Regions from separate parts of the Mus musculus genome. Here region 1 is linked to region 2. Evidence: chromatin contacts called from public Micro-C data. All regions are on one chromosome and are shown on one strand. The core of a region is the stretch at or near the end of the contact, and the rest is flanking DNA. Distances in the headings are between cores, read along the strand shown.

Evidence for each region. Hi-C and Micro-C count contacts between places; a contact is called where the count stands out from the background.
Region 1: a contact with region 2 is called in a Micro-C map of embryonic stem cells, with 2.9 times the contacts expected there. The contact joins the enhancer-like site here to the promoter of Ubxn7 in region 2. A contact is called at or near these places in 3 of 39 promoter capture datasets (hippocampal neurons, liver and pre-B cells), 1 of 15 datasets of contacts at CTCF or cohesin (the NIH/3T3 cell line), 1 of 484 Hi-C or Micro-C datasets (embryonic stem cells), 2 of 115 datasets of contacts at active chromatin or transcription factors (embryonic stem cells and memory CD8 T cells) and 3 of 9 other capture datasets (adipose tissue, liver and pancreatic islet).

What each region holds. Positions count from the first base shown.
Region 1 is chr16:32,511,521-32,516,982 of GRCm38.p6, forward strand. No RefSeq gene overlaps it. Among named protein-coding and RNA genes, the nearest start is that of Zdhhc19, 18 kb to the left of the region's middle. Within about 2 kb of position 1,626, at least 26 of the 459 cell types and tissues checked have an H3K27ac peak or open chromatin away from gene starts, as enhancers often do. A contact at or near this core is called in adipose tissue and embryonic stem cells, where this site is marked.
Region 2 is chr16:32,330,996-32,336,636 of GRCm38.p6, forward strand. Ubxn7 (UBX domain protein 7) reads left to right here and starts at 1,257. Exons shown (of 11, transcript NM_177633.4): 1 at 1,257-1,365. The coding sequence starts at 1,293.

The DNA.
Region 1 (5,462 bases), core at 376-2,875, 180 kb after region 2:
AAGGACTTAGCTGCTTGACCTCAGCCAGCAGGATCCCAATGCTGACCTCAGGAGCTATACTCACGGTGCTGTTCTGTGTGCCAGGCACTGGGTTAAAGACTTTGCTTGCATTAGCTCATTTAATCCTCAAGCCAGCACATGAGGCACTGCTAGTACCTTTGTGGATGTGGCTCTGACAGTCCCCAGACCTGCAGGACTCCTCCTGGCCTGGCCTGGGATTCCTCCTTAAATGTTTAACTGTTGGAGCTCAAACCAAGATTTCCATGTATTCAGGGCAAGCACCCATCACTAAGGTACCATTTAAAAATTTGAGACCAGGTCTCATCAGAGTTACTCAGGCTGGACTTGAACTCTTTCCAAAGCCCAGCTGGGCAGTGAACCTGTGACCCTCCTGCTAGAGCCTGCAGGCAGATGGACTCAGGCTTATGCCTCCAGGTCTCTCACACCTAGGACTCTGGCTCAGTGAACACGATTCTGGCCTGACCTCGATGCCTCAGTGGCCCATTAGGATCCCTTGCCTGAACTCGAGTCATGCTAGAACTCAGCCATCCCTAGCAGCAATGGAGATCAGGAGCTCAAAGAAGGGCACTGACTCTGGGCAGAGAAAACTGCACTGGGAACATCCGCAAACCATTAGTTTCTAGATCTTTCTTCACAAGCCTTGGGCAAAAATGGAGAGATGCCTTCCTGCTGGCCCCTTCCTGGCCAGTGCAGCAAGATGCTATGCAAACAGCAAGGGCGGGTCTCCGGAGATGCTGTGCAGGAGTGGAGCGGGCCTCTGAAGATGCTGGGTGGAGCAGGTTCTCTGCTTCCTACAGCGTGTCCTGAACATATCCCAGCCTCTCAAAGTCACCCTTCCTTGCCTGCTAACAGGCAAGTGGAGCCAATGTCTGGTCTTGAATTCAGTGTTGGATGAGTCTCTACAAGGTGTAGACTGTCTGACAGGAATGAAGGTGGGATGGTTGCCAAGGTGACAGTGGTACAATCTTAGTCTACTTAGTCTAGTGTCCTCGCCCTGTGAAGGATCCTTCCACCCCACCTCAATGAGCTCACAGTTTCACACGGGATATACAAAGGTACTGTCCTTTTCACCATTTGTATTGACATTATAGACAGGTTCTAGCCTTGAAACTTGCTCTTTAGCCCAGACAGATCTTGAATTTACAATCCTCCTGTCTCAGCCTCTCAAGTAGGTAGGATTAAAGATCTGGGCCACTAGGCCAGGTTCCTATTCTCTTATGTTTTCTTCTGTCTCTGTCTCTCTCTCTGTCTCTCTCTCTGTCTCTCTCTCTGTCTCTCTCTCTCTCCCCTCCTCCTCCCTTTGCCCTTTCGTACTCTGGATTGAGATGACTTGGAAGCAGCCAAGGCTGTAGGCCACCTCATTAACTCCCAGGCACTAAGCTTAGATCACCTTTCTGTGGTGACCTTTTTAGCTCCCTTCCCTTTCTCCAAGTTATCTTCCAGGGGAAGGAGCTAGGCCTGGTCTTAGGGGACAGGAGTGAGCCCCTTGGGGACCAGGGCTGGGCCCTTTGGCTGCCATCTGGCAGTACAGTCTGGAGCCTCCCAAGCCCCTGCTGTGAGGCCTCTGGGGTGAAAGTGTCTGTCAGGCTGTGAGGTGGGTCTGTGCCCAGTTCACTCTGACTATCCAGAGACTTGGGCTGTTGGCCTGGCTCGGAGAACGGGTTCTGCTGCCCTGGGCACAATGCAGAGCAAAGAGGAAAGAAACCTTTTCCAAAGCAGAGGCCAGGAGGAAGCACACAGAGGCCTCTTTGCTTTGGAACCGAAGCCTTTCAGGTCTGTTTTCTTTAAATATCCTGCTACAGGAAAGAGAAGCCCAAATCCAGACATTCCTAAAACATTCAGGTGGCTTTAAAGCAGCAGTTTGTTTGATCTTCACCCCACCCTGTTTCTGCTCACTGGGGTCTCTGGGACCTACTCCTGCCTGGAGCTTGGTTGGAAGGTCCACACCCTTCCAAGTTCACTCACATAGCCGATGTACCGATGGGGCCTGAGACCTGATTGGAACTTGCTTTTTCTACTTTAGTCTGTTTTTGTTTTCGTCTGCCGTGCTGAAGATCAAACTCTTGGCCGTGTGCATCCTAGGCGCTCACTACCACTGAGTCTCAGCCCCTGCCCAGGTTTTGTTTGGTTTGGTTTGAAGTCACTTTTCTTTGATCCCCAGCTGTAATGGCATGGCTGACCACACCCTTTTCCTGGAAAGTCTTTCCCTTGACCTCTGGGGTCAGACACACAATGACTTCTGACTCAGTGCTCTGCCTCACTACTGATCACTAGACCTAAAGTCCCATCATGAGGCACCTGAGGGTCTCCATCACTTCACTGGTCTTTAACCCAGAGGACTCTCCACTGTGGCAGGCTCTGCGATTTAGTTCTCTATGTCAGAGTGAACCTGATAGAGATGGTGCACAAGATGAGCAGAAGCCCAGGGTTAGCCCAGATTCAGGAACAGTCACTGAGAAGCCGGTCCCAAAGGACGGGTCTCAGCCAGCCTTTCCTGTCTCAGGTCCCCTGATAGAGGGGCAGGAGTCAGGACCAGAGGGACAGGTAGTCCTGAGAGAAGAGGCACTGGGAGGGGGGGAAGCCATCTACAGCCTTATTGCTGGAAGAGGACATAGCAAGCCGAATGGCCTGGGTTCTGTTCCTGGGAGCCACACTGGGAAACAACTAAAACCCCACATGAGGTAGAGTGCGGCTGTAACCCCAGCACCCCCTCCTGCCATGAGATCGAGGCGGAGAGAAGAAGTTCCCAGAAGCTTTCAGCAGCTAGTGTGGAGCAGGCAGCACAGAGAAGAAATGAGAGACTCTGACTCAACAAGGCAGAGAGAGAACCAACTCCCCAAAGTTGTCCTGTGAGTGCTCTGTGGCACATGTGCACTGGCACACACACAGACATACACTCACACACACACATTCACACATATACCACACACACAGGCACACACAAACAGACGTATACTCATACACAGAGACACACACAGAGACACATTCACACATATACCACACACACACAAGTCACACAGACACATACACACACACAAATCACACAGACACATACACACACACCACACACACACACCAATCACACAGACACATACACATACTCACGCACAAACACACATACAGACACACACAAACAGACACACATAGAGACATACACTCATGTACACAGACACACTCACTGAGACACATTCACATATATACCACATATACACAAATCACACAGACACATACACACACCAGACACATATACCATACACACACAAATCACACAGACACATACACATATAAATGCTCACACACACCACACAAATACACACACAACATATACACACAAGTCACACATACATACACACACACAGAACACACACATGTACACACTCCACACAGAACACACACACACACCACACACATATCACATAGACACACACACACTTACATACATACCACACAGACCCACACATACTCATACAAACATGCTACATAGACACACCACACATATACCATGAAGACACACTCACACTAATACACACTCCATTTCACACACACACACACACACACACACACACACGCACACACTAAATAGTAACAAGTATATTGTCTCCTCAAGTAAAGATGTTAAAAACAAAACAACCTGGGGCCTGAACCGAACAGTGGGAAGAAGAGTCCATTTCTCATTCACGCAGCAAACACTGAGCGGCCATGGTGTGTCCAGGAGACAAGGACAAAGGGAAGTTTTAAAAAAGAATGCACTTATTTATAGTATGATCAAATGCTATTATGAAGTTACGTGTGTAGGGGCCACAGAGAAGGCTCGGTGGTTAAGAGCACCCGGCTGCTCTAGCAGGGGACCTAGGTTTGGTCCCAGCACTTACATGTTGGCTCATAACCATCTATAACTCCAGTTTCCAGAGGTCAGGTGGCCTCTTCTGATCTCTGCAGGCACCAGGCACACCTGTGGTGCACACATAAATACACACACACACATACACAGACAGATAGCCATATACATAAAAAAAAAAATAAACCTTTTAAGTAAAAAAAAAAAATTACATGCTGATTTTTAGAAGACTGGAGGGGACTGGAGAGATGGCTCAGCAGTTAAGAGCACTGGCTGCTCTTCCGAAGGACCAGGTTCAATTCTCAGCACCCACATGGCAGCACACAACTGTAACTCCAGTTCCAGGCGATCTGACACCCTCTCTCACAAAAGTAGGAAGATCACGGATGTACACTAAATAAGTAAATAAAATTATTTTAAAAACTGGAAGCAAATTGATCAAATATGGTGTCAGGAGTTTCCTATGTAAGGGGATTGATTCTAGCTGTGGTCAGGGGGTGTCAGGACACCTGATTTTCAGGCTAGCTTTCCCTCTGCCTTGCCGGGTGACTATGAAAAATGTTCTTCTTCCACACACAGAACAGCTCAGATATTACCTGAAAATAATCGGGACCAGATGCTTATGGGCAGTTTTATTGGCACAGCTGTTGCTGCCCACCCCTGTGCAGGCCCAGCCACCTAAGCCCTCAACACAGCCTGGGCCCCTCTCCCAACCCGGGAGGAAGCAGCCCCCACACTCCCTCCCCCTCAGCTGTGGGCTCTGATCTCAAATTAGATTTTTTTTTTTTTCTCTTTGCCTGGGTCTGAATCACGAAAAGCTGCTTACACCGCCTACACTGCCAGGCAGCTGCAACCTCAGGAACAAAGAGGCTTCAGGCAGAGCGGTTGCCTGGACAGCCACTCCAGCCCTGAAGCTTCAATAGGGAAAGGAGGGGACCAAATAGGCTTGTATAATGGCAGGACACAGCGGCATGTGTGTCGCAGGTCCCTCCTTATACCAGGTCCCCACAGCTCCCTGGGTGGGTGACAATGATCGCATATTACAAGGAGGTTGTAGCACGGGAGGCTCAGTCCTTAGAACACTGGCTCAGGGCGGAAGCCGCTCCCTCTGCCTCAAAGTAGGATGGGCCAGGCTCTCCCCAAGGCTGAGGAGCGGGGTGGGGTGGGGTGGGGTGTGTCTTCCACCTGCCAATCACAGCTGCATCTTAATCCCCATCCCTGTCTACACTACCCTGTGATGGCAGGAGTTTAAACCCATTTCAGATCGAGTTCATGGGAAGCCTGCTTCTCCCCTGAGGAAAATGCGCCAGCAGAATTGACTCTCTTTGTTCTCAGGCCTCCGTCCTGCCAGCCCCCATGCCCTCCTCCTCAGACAGATCCAGAACCTTCTGTGATCTTTCAGTTCCGGCTGTAACTCGGGTTTAAGCGACCTCCTCAGTGGATAGGACATAAACCGTTGTGTGTGCCCCACCCCAAGTCCCCATCCCCGCGCCCTCTCTCTGACTCGACCCCAGCCACCTGCTGCTGTTTCCTACTTGGTCAACTGAGTTCACCCCTTTCCCTCAGCCTACACTTCACTTCTGCCCCCTTTATATTTCCTTAA
Region 2 (5,641 bases), core at 7-2,506:
CATGGTGTGCTAGCCTGCTTGCTTATAAAAGCAGGGACCACCAGTCCAGGCATGGCACCGCCCATAGGCGGGCCCACTTTCACTGGTCACTCACTGAGAAAATACAGCTGGATCTCATGGAGGCTTTTCCTCCCCTGAGGCTCCTTTTTCTCTCACGACTCTAGCTTGTGTCAAGTTGACACACCAGCAATGCAATAAGTATTTAGAATTGTGCAAGTTACACACTATTACCTTATTTAAAAATAAAGTATGAAAACTAAGCTAAATGCCCCTTTCTTTTTTCTTTCTTTTGTTTTTTTAAAGATTTATTTATTTAAATGTAAGTACACTGTAGCTGTCTTCAGACATTCTAGAAAAGGGCATCAGACCTCATTACGGATGGTTGTGAGCCACCATGTAGTTGCTGGGATTTGAACTGAGGACCTTGGGAAGAGCAGTCAGTGCTCTCAACTGCCGAGTCATCTCATCAGCCCTCCTAATGCCCCTTTCATCATGTTTTTTTTTCGAGACAGAGTTTTTCTGTGTAGCCCTGGCTGTCCTTGTCATTCTGTAGACCAAGCTGGCCTCAAACTCAGAAATCCGCCTGCCTCAGTCTCCCAAGTGCTGGGATTAAAGGAATGTGCCACCACTGCCCGGCTCATCAAGTTCTTTTTTAGTTGTAACTATTATCGGTGTTTTCAGGACCACTTTCCAGTGTTCTCTTTATTTTATTTACTGTATCTGCATATATCTTTGTTTAAGGATAAAAAACAACTCCCCCCCCAAAAAACCTCCCGATTTAATATCTTTAGAAAGTAAGAATGAGCCTGGGGGGAGATATACTGAGACATTTGTTGAAGAAAAACAGAGCGAACAATCATTTACTAAAGTCTACTATAGACTGGTTCATTTTTTACTAAGCTATTAACTTACACTTTAGAATTTAAGAAACGTCACATAAAACCAAACAAAATACCTACTTTATGTGAAACCCTGAGCGTTTCATCAAGAGTTTGGTATTTCAGGTCTGAAGATTCTTTGGGATGTTGGGATTCAATGCGGTACTTAGGAGGATATCTCCGGAATTCAGAGAAGGCACCAAATGTTTCAAAGAATAGCTACCAGCCAGCAGCACAGGCTTCAAACCAAAGCGGCGGCTCGCGGAGAGTACGCCTGCGCAAAACGCGCACAGACAGGGAGAGGGCGGAGCTTCGGGCCTGCCAGTGCGCCTGCGCACAGCACGCCGCGGAGTGGGGGAGGGAGCCCCGTGTGTGTCTGTGTTGTTGTTCCGCGGCGGCGGCGGCGGCGGTAAGATGGCTGCCCACGGGGGCTCCGCGGCGTCGTCGGCGCTGAAGGGGTTAATCCAGCAGTTCACCGCCATCACCGGTAAGAGACGCGGTTACGGGAAGGTGAAGAGTCGGCTACGGGGAGGCTGTCGGGGCTGTCCCGGGCTTCGCCTCACCTTGGTGCATTCCTCACTCGGGCTCTCCCCTCAGCTCCTGCCCTCTCCTGAGGCACAGGCGACGACGGCGGCGGCGGCCGGGGTCTGCGGTTCAGGCGGGAGGCAGGTTTCCCCCGCCCCCACCCCGCGCGTGCCCCTCAGTCCCTGGATTCGGTCTCCCCTTATTCCCAGACAGGCCCCCCACGCCCCCAGCCGGTCCAGTACAGGGGATGGGCCGAGCCCGCGGTGCCAGGGGCCCGGGACCTGCGGGCCGGAGGAGTAGGGGGCCGCACCCGGGCCACCGCCCTCTTCCTCCCTCATCACCTCCTCTCGGTATCGTGCTGCCCGCGGACCAGGCGGTGCAGTCCGTTCCCCCCATGCCATCCTCTCTTCCCGGCCAGGTCATCGTCCCTGTCCCTCGGCCCCGGCCTACCCTTCCCCTCGCTGGGCCCCCCCGGAGCCTTGGCGGTGGCCCTGCCGTGTGAGGGCCGTCTCGCTTTAACGGTGAGGCGGGTGGGTTCTGCTGCGCCTTCACACATCCCGGGGGACTTGCCGCCGGGAACAAGGGGTGCGGAGGGGCACCTTAGGGACCGAGGGTTTCACATAGGAATAGGGGGGGGGGGAACCCTGAGCTTAGTGTGTGTGTGAGGCCTAAAGTAATCCTGGGTGGCCTTTCCCACCTCCTCATAATAAAACCAAACATCGAGACGATGGCGCCCGAGTCTTTGCTGATAAAATGGGGATGGCGGCAGAAACTTCTTGCAGAGAAATCTGTTTCTAGGTGTCAGTATCCGTGAAACCTTAGGCCTAGGTTTCTCTTTCCCTTCGGACCCCGACGAAGGGCAAACGCAGGTTCTCTTACCCGCCGGGAGGAAAGACTTTAAGCCATTCTGTGAATGCGCTATGTCTTGTTTCTCTCCGATGGTGCTGAACTTTTTTTGCATGAGTTATTAGAGGGCGGAGCAAATGATGAAGTTCTCTGTGGAGTGATTTGAGAGAACAGTACTCCATGTGCCTGAGTGTGATTTTGCTGTTCTAGTTTGTCATTTTGAAAAGAGGTCAGAAAGTTAGTTCCCCCTCTCAACAGGACTATCCTTTCTTTGATAATAATTTGTTTGATGCGGAGAATATTTCTAGTTTGTGTTCTTTTTTTCTAGTTTGTGTTCTTGAGTCTGACGTGTAAGATCTTTATTTTAACCAATACATGCTATTTGCAGTTTTATAATTGAAGCTAGTTTTATTTTTTGTTCGGCAACGATAATTAAGTGGCTGATGCGTTGTTTTCTGTCTTGTCACATGAAATATGTCAAAGCTGGTAAAACAAGATTTGTAATAAAATTGAGGTGAAAAGTAAGATAACTGAAATGTTGTTAAGCTTTGTGGTGGGGTTATTTTATTTATAATAACATGTGGATTTCCCAGTGCCTTACCAAACCAACATTATGGAAAGAAACTAGATTTCTGTGTATACAAGTTAATACTGCTACATTGCTTGCCTAAAAAAAAAAAAAAAATCTAGTGAGTCACACAGAGAAATATTAATCTTTCTTTGGATTTTATAAATATAGTTTAAGGTCTTACTATTTAACCTTAGGATTTTTGGGCAAGTTACTATTACTTTATTTTCATCTGTGAATTGGAAACTCAATTGTTTTAATCTCACATTATTTCTTCTTCTTCTTCTTTTTTTTTTTTTTCTTTTCTTTTCTTTTTTCTTTTTTGGTTTTTTTGAGACAGGGTTTCTCTGTATAGCCCTGGCTGTCCTGGAACTCACTTTGAAATCCAGGCTGGCCTCAAACTCAGAAATCTGCCTGCCTCTGCCTCCCGAGTGCTGGGATTAAGGCGTGCCACCATGCCCAGCTCTCACATTATTTCTTATGCAACATTTTCAAAATATATACTCAGGACCCAAAATGCCTTGAAATAAATTTAATACTAATTTGTTTGCCAGTTTAGTCTATACATCTTGTTTTTGGCCTAGTCCTCTGTGTTGCTGGATCAGATTGAAGTTCCCTGTAGGTAATGATTTCTGCAAATGTACAGAAGAAAAAAAATCCTTCAGAGTGATGTTTTGTGGTGTCTAGTTACATATATACAAAATTTACACATATAGTCATAATAATTCAAGAGGTAAAAAGATAGAGCAGGTAAAAAAATGAAAGGCAAACACTATTGTGTTTATAAAACGATAAGGGATGTTTGGTGGAGGTGTCGTCAGGTGTGGGGAAGGGGGTGCCTCCGTGGACCCAGGTTGAGGCATCCCTTCACCCTGGGGGACAAGCCAGTATAGTATAGAATAGAGTTTATTCAGGGCATGGGGAGGGGAGTTGAGAGGGTAGTAGAGACAGAGAGAGGGAGAGGGAGGGGGAGAGAGAGGAGGAGGAGAAGAGTAGTAGAGAGGGCAGCCATGAGCACATGGAGAAGGTGGGGGCGGGGGGCAAGGAGAACGAGAAGAGGTAGATCAGAGGACAGAGGGAGAGCAAGAAGGCAAGAGGGCAGAGGGTCAGAGGGGCGAGCAGCCCCTTTTATAGTGAGTCAAGCATACCTGGCCCTTGTAGGATGGATCTTAGACAAAATGCTAAGCACCACAGTGGCACATACTTGTAATTTCAGTACTTGTTCATGGCTGCCCTCCATTGTATAATGAGTTCAAGGGCAGACTGGGCTGCATAAGACCCTTAAGAAAACCAACCAACCAAAAACCAAAAAATAGATAAAAGGTAACCTAGCACCCAAAAAATAAGGATTAATGTAGACTAGAAAATGGGGGCTGCCGGGTGATGGTGGCGCACCCCTTTAATCCCAGCCCTTGGGAGGCAGAGTCAGGCAGATTTCTGAGTTCAAGGCCACATCAGTTTGCTAAACTGTCAGACCCTATCTCAAAAACGACATCTCACCTGTGGTGGCACATGACTTTAATCCCAGCACTTGGGAGGCAGAGCAGGCGATTTTCTGAGTTCTAGGCCAGCCTGGTCTACAAAGTGAGTTCCAGGACAGCCAGGGCTACAATAGAGAAACCCTGTCTCGGAAAAAAAAATGGCTTTTGCTGGGTGTGATGGCACAGGCCTTTAAGACAGTTCAAGTCAGGTGGTGATGGTACATGCCTTTAACCCAGCACTCAGGAAGTAGAGGCAAGCAGATCTCTGAGTTCGAGACTACCCTGGTCTACAAGAGAGTTTCAGAACAGCCAGGGCTGCATAATGAAATGGAGAGGAGGGCTGGATAATGGCTTAGTGCTTAACTGCACTGGCTGCTGTTCTAGCATTCACCTGGTCACTTATGGCTATCTGTAACTCCAGTTCCAGGGGACCTGACACGTTTTTCTGACCTCTGAGGATGCTAAGCATGTATACATGTAGGCAAAACAAAAACACCCATACATACAACTTTTGGGGGGTTGGGTTTGGGAGAAGGTTCTGTATACATAGTTTTGCTGTCCTGAAACAGTAGAGTATGTAGACCAGGCTGTTTGTGAATATTACAAAGATCTACGTGCCTCTACCTCTATAGTGCTAGGATTAAAGCCATACCCAGTCCTGAAGTAAACTTAAAAAGCAACAACAAACCTGGAGACTGAGAAGTGTTAAGACCTTGGTAGCTGCTGCCGTTCTGATCTTATTGTAGTCATTTGCTTGTTTATTCCCAAGTGCATGCTTATGTGAAGTTGTCTAGCCAAGGTTTTGCCTTCTGCCCTTGGTAGAATCTGTCATTCATTGTGTGCTGCTATTCGTCCTTGGTGTAGGTTTTGGACAGGAGTTAACATGCCTGATTGTTCTCTTTGGAGTACATCGATTGCTCGGGCAGGACTAGGCCTTGTGAGGTCTTTCCAAAGCATTATGTATTTGTAGGTTTCCCAGGTCCGGGATTAGGCAGCAGAATGTCAGGGTTTGGGAGGGTCATTAGCAAGTGTGAGAGAGGCTCCTTGGCTGCCCCTTGAGCCATCAGGTCTGTTTGACTCCTCTGGGGTCTATCCCTTTTGATGTCCAGGACAATGTATGTTGGCCAGTTCTTTGGTAGTCAGAGGGCAGCCAGGAGGTATAAGATTTCTGGTTTATTTTTGTTTTTCCTTCAGCAGTTTAACAGTCCCCTTTCATGGTGTATTGCTCTGTGAACATGTGCACTGGCAAATGCGTATAGACTGTCAGTGTAGATATTAACCCCTTTGCCATTGCACAATTTGAGTGCCTCAAGTGAGGGCGATCAGTTCTGCTTTTTGGGCTG